Regions from separate parts of the Gossypium arboreum genome. Here region 2 is linked to region 1. The links are chromatin contacts, called in public Hi-C maps. All regions are on one chromosome and are shown on one strand. The core of a region is the stretch at or near the end of the contact, and the rest is flanking DNA. Distances in the headings are between cores, read along the strand shown. Region 1 holds the start of LOC108480562 (IQ domain-containing protein IQM3-like). Region 2 holds the start of LOC108480211 (transcription initiation factor TFIID subunit 12).

What was found. A called contact is a pair of places that touch in the nucleus more often than the background predicts.
Region 2: a Hi-C map of leaf shows a contact between it and region 1, with 3 times the contacts expected there. The contact joins the promoter of LOC108480211 here to the promoter of LOC108480562 in region 1. A contact is called at or near these places in 4 of 5 Hi-C or Micro-C datasets (all in leaf).

Annotation. Positions count from the first base shown.
Region 1 is chr1:64,875,645-64,878,344 of ASM2569848v2, forward strand. LOC108480562 (IQ domain-containing protein IQM3-like) reads left to right here and starts at 1,409. Exons shown (of 8, transcript XM_053028874.1): 1 at 1,409-2,012; 2 at 2,095-2,209; 3 at 2,330-2,395; 4 at 2,475-2,563. The coding sequence starts at 1,654.
Region 2 is chr1:65,030,711-65,033,722 of ASM2569848v2, forward strand. LOC108480211 (transcription initiation factor TFIID subunit 12) reads left to right here and starts at 1,419. Exons shown (of 10, transcript XR_008283320.1): 1 at 1,419-2,109; 2 at 2,204-2,359; 3 at 2,936-3,012.

The DNA.
Region 1 (2,700 bases), core at 159-2,658:
CAAATTAGCAGCTAAATTTTCCTATTTTTCAATAGAAACCACCAACTTATGGTTTCTTTCAATTTGACCCCTAATTATTCCTAATTTTTTGGCTTAAGGAAAATTAGGTGTGACAATGAGGATCATTAAAAGCAACTTGAGTTGCTTGAAAAAGAAAAAGCTTTATCTAACAAAGTTTCTCCAAAAAGATTTGAAAAGGGAAAAAATTCAAAGGCAAACTTTGTTAAATCAAACTTTAATTAATATAAACATAGAGGTCCTCAAAAAAATCTATAAGGGAAAACTTGTTAGAAGTGTATGGGTTCTCTAAAGGACTTAGTACTACTATAAACAAGGACATCCTTTCTAAATGAATACCTAAGGGGACCAAAATTATAAGAACTAATGCTGGACCCAAAAGAATTAAGGTTTCACCAAGCAACCGTTGTCGACCCGATTTGCATTTCATCTTTTGTACACCACACAACAACTCCTTCCTGCTGGAAACCTTATTGTCGCCAACTCTGCTATAGGTTAATGTAACGAGTTCAGCATCTTTGGTGGAGAAAATGAGTTAATTGGGTATATTGAAAAGCCCTTGTGCTTTTCACTATGACTATGATCTTAGACTTCTGCATGGATTTAATAAAGCATCCTCTTTTGATAAGGTGAAACTTGTTGCCGTGCCCGTATAACCACTGCCAACTAGGGCCCCCAGCTACATTCTATCCCTTGACAGTATAACCTTTGTAAACTTGAAGCCCTAGTTACACTACAACTCATGACCATATAATCACCGTCAACTGGGACCTCGAGTTGCAATGCGATCTCGACTTCTCAAGTGATGGGACCATATAAAGTATCTTGTTTTACAAATCAAAGAGTAATTATAAAAGAATTATATTAGAAATAAATAATATAAAGTATTCAATAAGGATATCATTGTATTTGTAAAAATTATAAATAATTTTAATAAAATGAAAATTTAAAACATACATTAGAATCAAATGAAAATGATTTTTGAAATTGAAGTTTTATCTTATAATGTGATTATCCGTATTAAACAAAATAAAATAAAATAATGAGAAATTTTAAAAATTACCGCTTATTTACATAAATTTTAGAACTTATATTTATACAAATTTTTAGAACACACTCTTATTTTACTTTGAAATAATTTTAGTCTTATTTAAAATTTAATCAATGTTGAATTTATTTGTTTTATATTTTTTAGTTTAACTAAAATAGATTTATGGCACTCAATTTTTTCAATTAGATTAATAAAATTCAATAATAATAATAATAATAATAACAAAATCACAAAAATCCTTACTCAAAGACTGTTAAAGCCAGATTTATGATTTATGAGGCGGAGCAATGTCAGTCCATAAATATATATCATAATTGATTTTACTTTTGAGTATGCTTGGTCACTAGTTTGTTTTGTCTCGAGCGAGTTACACAAAATCTCACTCTCAACCTCAGCGCGTAACAACACGCACTTCACTAACTCTTAATCCAACTGGAATCTATTTACAAATTTACAAGTGGGTTTCCCGGCGATTTTCTAAGTCCTTGGCTCTGGTTTTTTCTTTGAAGTATTCTCTCCAAAACCAACGACCCTAAGATTCTCTCTTTCTAAAACTCCTTCAAATTTGGCTACCAAGAAAAACAATGGAAGTAATTGAAAGTCAAGCAGCTGTTTCGAATTTCGATCTCCAGTCAAAGTCTCCGTTTTATAACATTTCCTCCACCGACATTACGAACGCCGGCTTACTTGGGGAATCCGAATTTGTATCTGTGGATAGTCCGAACCAAGCTAGCGAATCGGATTTCCCGACGGTGGTTAATGGTGGTGGTTTGAAAATGCTGCTGGAGCCGTTATCCGACGGCCGAGATTCTCCGGGTTCGAATCAGACGCGCAGTGGCGGTTCTTCTCATTCCAACGCCGCCGTTAAGGTCCAGAAGGTGTATAGGAGTTACCGGACACGGCGTAGGTTAGCAGACTCCGCTGTTGTCGCTGAAGAACTCTGGTAGTTTCTTTCATAAAATCTTTGTCTGTCTTCAAAATATATATTATTTAATACTAATAGTAAATATTTTTATTATTTTCAGGTGGCTGGCTTTAAATTATGCAAGGCTTAATCACAGCACAATTTCCTTTTTTAATTATTTGAAACCAGAAACTGCTGCTTCATGGTGGAATCGCGTTGGCTTAAATGCTTCTAAGGTATTTTCTTCTTCTTCTTCTTCTTTTTATTTTTTTTTTCTTTTACCTCCCAGTTTCCATGTTCTGTCTTTTTTTTTTTTAGTTAATTTTCATAAATAATTAAGTTGGGAATTTTGTCAGGTCGGGAAAGGGTTGTCCATAGACGCCAAAGCACAAAAATTGGCTTTTCAACATTGGATTGAAGCTGTAATTTACTCTTCTGTATCTTTTTATTAAACAAAATATATTGGATAATTTTGAATCTAACACTTTTTTTCAACTGTAGATTGATCCACGACACCGTTATGGCCATAACTTACATATTTACTACGATGAATGGTGCAAAACTGATGCTGGTCAACCATTTTTCTACTGGTAAACCCCAAACATTTTTCTCATTCTATTAATATTGGTAGGAAGACCAAATTAAAGTAGATGGACTAAATCTTCAAATTGAGCATAGTACTAGGACAAAAATAATGATTTCACCTTTTTTCTTTCTTTCTTATTTT
Region 2 (3,012 bases), core at 169-2,668, 160 kb after region 1:
TCGCGATTTCCTTTCCACCAACATCCACAGTCCGTACTTCGATCCTATCCTTCATTCTATCTTGGCGATGGCTTCGCCTAAGTTAGCAACCACTGCTTCTACATTACTTTCCTAGGTTAAATCTACCATTATTGATAGGCACAAATCTTTGACATGTCTATACTTACCGCAAGAAAAACATATTGTTGGAAGTGCATCATATTCCACTCGTTAGACGACGCCGTCGACCATAACCTGAGAAAGAAAATGCTTGTTAATGTTAATAAACACAACCAGGCGAGCAAACTGGCCTCTGGTTCTGCTATCAGTTTGAAAATCCAGTTTTGCCACTTTTTCGACAAGCCCCCCGATAACCTTTATGATCTTCCGTTTGTATATAAATCCAGGGATTCTTGATGGCCGGGTTCAAGCCATCACCACATTGGGATATGGTTGTAACAGACTAAAATCTTTAGTCCAAGGTTGAATAGTAATGTACTGGCTATAAATGATCTATGATCCCTGAGTCAATACTTGATTACAATCTTCATTGTTTTGAAACTTAACAAAAAAAAAATTATTTTCTATGTCCATGAGATGGAATGGTTTTGTAGGTTTCCATAAGCTACTTATTTGATTATAAATAGCGTTATAACCAATGCTTTGCCTTAAAAGCTTGAGTCGACCGTCAATTCCATCTCTTTGAAGAGAATTTCTTAAATACTGTTTGAGAAGACAATTGCTGGAATCCCATTGACCATGGTCGTACTCACATCACCTTCTAGCAACTCAAAATCACTTTCATTTCCCTCGCTAGGATCATTACAAACCATACTAGAAATGACTGCTCCTCCCCTCAAAAGCTTGTCCTTCCAAGATAGATTCAGGGTCAGATAAAAGTCCACACCCACAGTAGCAATTTCCCTTTCGATTCCTTCCTTGAATCTCACTTTCTTAGTGTTCCAATCCCTGTCAGATCTGGAATCACCAAAACCTCCTTCACTGGAATTTTGCATATTTTAAGAGCTTTTTTCTTTGACAATTCTTTATGCTTTCTCGTCAATCCACTTTTTAAAACCGTTGATAAATTTTTACTTTTAACCCTTAATAAAATGGTCGAAAGAAAATTTCTAAATGATGCAAATGAGAATATTTAAGGAATTAATAATATTAATTAAATAACTTAGTAGTATCTAAAATGATGATGCCTATTTTGATGCATTAAGTGTATTAAGCAATGGAGATTAGATGCAGAATGATAGTTTGATGAACTTAATAATTGAAAATAAATCCAATAAAAGCAGATTACAATTATCCAATTTAATACAGATAATAAATAAATTTGAAGATTACAACTATCCAATCCCCATAGAAAATTTGCAGATATTATAAGCAATATTTATTACCCTTTCCTTATATTTAGTGCAAACATTTTCATTCAAACCCCGAAACAAAGAAATAGGATTAAATTGACAAATTTTATAAAATTAAGATCTAAATTTGTAGTTTAGCCGATAGCTTATTTTAATGTATGTTTTAAAAGTTCAGGGAAGAAAAAGAGAGTTCGTCTACAGTGGGTAAAACAAATCACCTTCCTCTTCTATCCTTCCATCCTTCCATCCTTCCATCCTTGCACTCCTGATGGATCAACAGCAACCACCTCCGCCAACCCCTAATGCTCCTCCTCCTTCCTCCGCCGTCGACCCACCTCCGCAACCACAGCCGCAGCCACAAATTCAACAACAAACAACGCCAACGCCCCCGTCAACATCCTCTACCGCAATCCCTAACCCTATCCTGAAACCCTTACCTTCCGCCATACCACCACCGCAACAGCCGCCGCAGCCTAAACCAGCTCTCCCCTCTCATCAGCCAAGACCCGCCGCTGCATTCTCGAGGCCATGGCAACAACACTCTTCCCAGTTCACTCATTTCTCTTCCTCTTCTCCTTCCGCCTCATCGTCTCCTTCCCCTTCACTTTCCTCTCAGCCGCGAGGCAGCATTGCCCTCGGTGTTCCTTCGTCCCATTCTGGCCCCTTGCCTCCTTCTCCTTCACCTTCGCAATCCACTCCGTTTACCGGTTCCTTTGGCCATTCCTTCGGTGGAACCTCTAGTTCCAATGTTTCCCAGGTTGGATTTTAAGCTTGTGGGTTATTTTCATTCACGATTTTGAGCTTTTGATGCTGAAATTTCCTCTTCTTGTGATATATATATTTTTTCATAGGCAAGGCCGATGATGCGAGGAATAGGGATGGGATCATCAGTTGGTTCAAGTTCACAAATGAGACCAGGTGGGATTTCTGCTCAGCATCAACAAAGGCCTTTGCAATCATCTCTTAGACCAACATCTTCACCAACTAGCCAGTCCGCTTCTACCCAAGTTAGTATTATTTTTAAGGATTAATGTATATTATTTCTTTTTATTAATTTAAATGACATTGATTTTTTGTCAATAATGTTCTAATGATGCTAAAAAATGTTAGTTGAATTTAAATGGTCGCAGTAATAACAGTTTTAGCATATTTTAATAGAGTTTTTAATAATGTTTTAGAATTTTAAGAATGCTTAGAACTGTTGGTTGAATCTAGAAAATACTAATCCTTTCTCCCTCACTTTTATTATTATTTTAATCTTAGTTTGAATATAGTATTGGTAGGTTGAAGTAAGCTGCTTTAAGGAGTTCGTCAAGAGAGCTAAGGTGTTATTATCTACTATATAACACATTATTGTTGCCAACAGCCTCTTGGCTTCATGACCAGATTCTTGTATTGTGTGGCATGAGAAATAGGGTTCGATCCTTACATACCAATCCCCATTCTCCTATCATCGAATGTGAAAGAAAAGAACGCATTATTGTCATCATGATTATAAATGTGGGGTGAATTTGTGTTTGATGCCTTTCCTTGAATATTATGTGACCTTTTTTTTCCTTGTTTTATTTTTCATTTTTTTGTAGAATTTCCAAGGGCATGGCCTTATGAGAGTGTCAGCGGTTGGTTCCTCTTCTTCAACACCAAGTACTCCACAAACTCC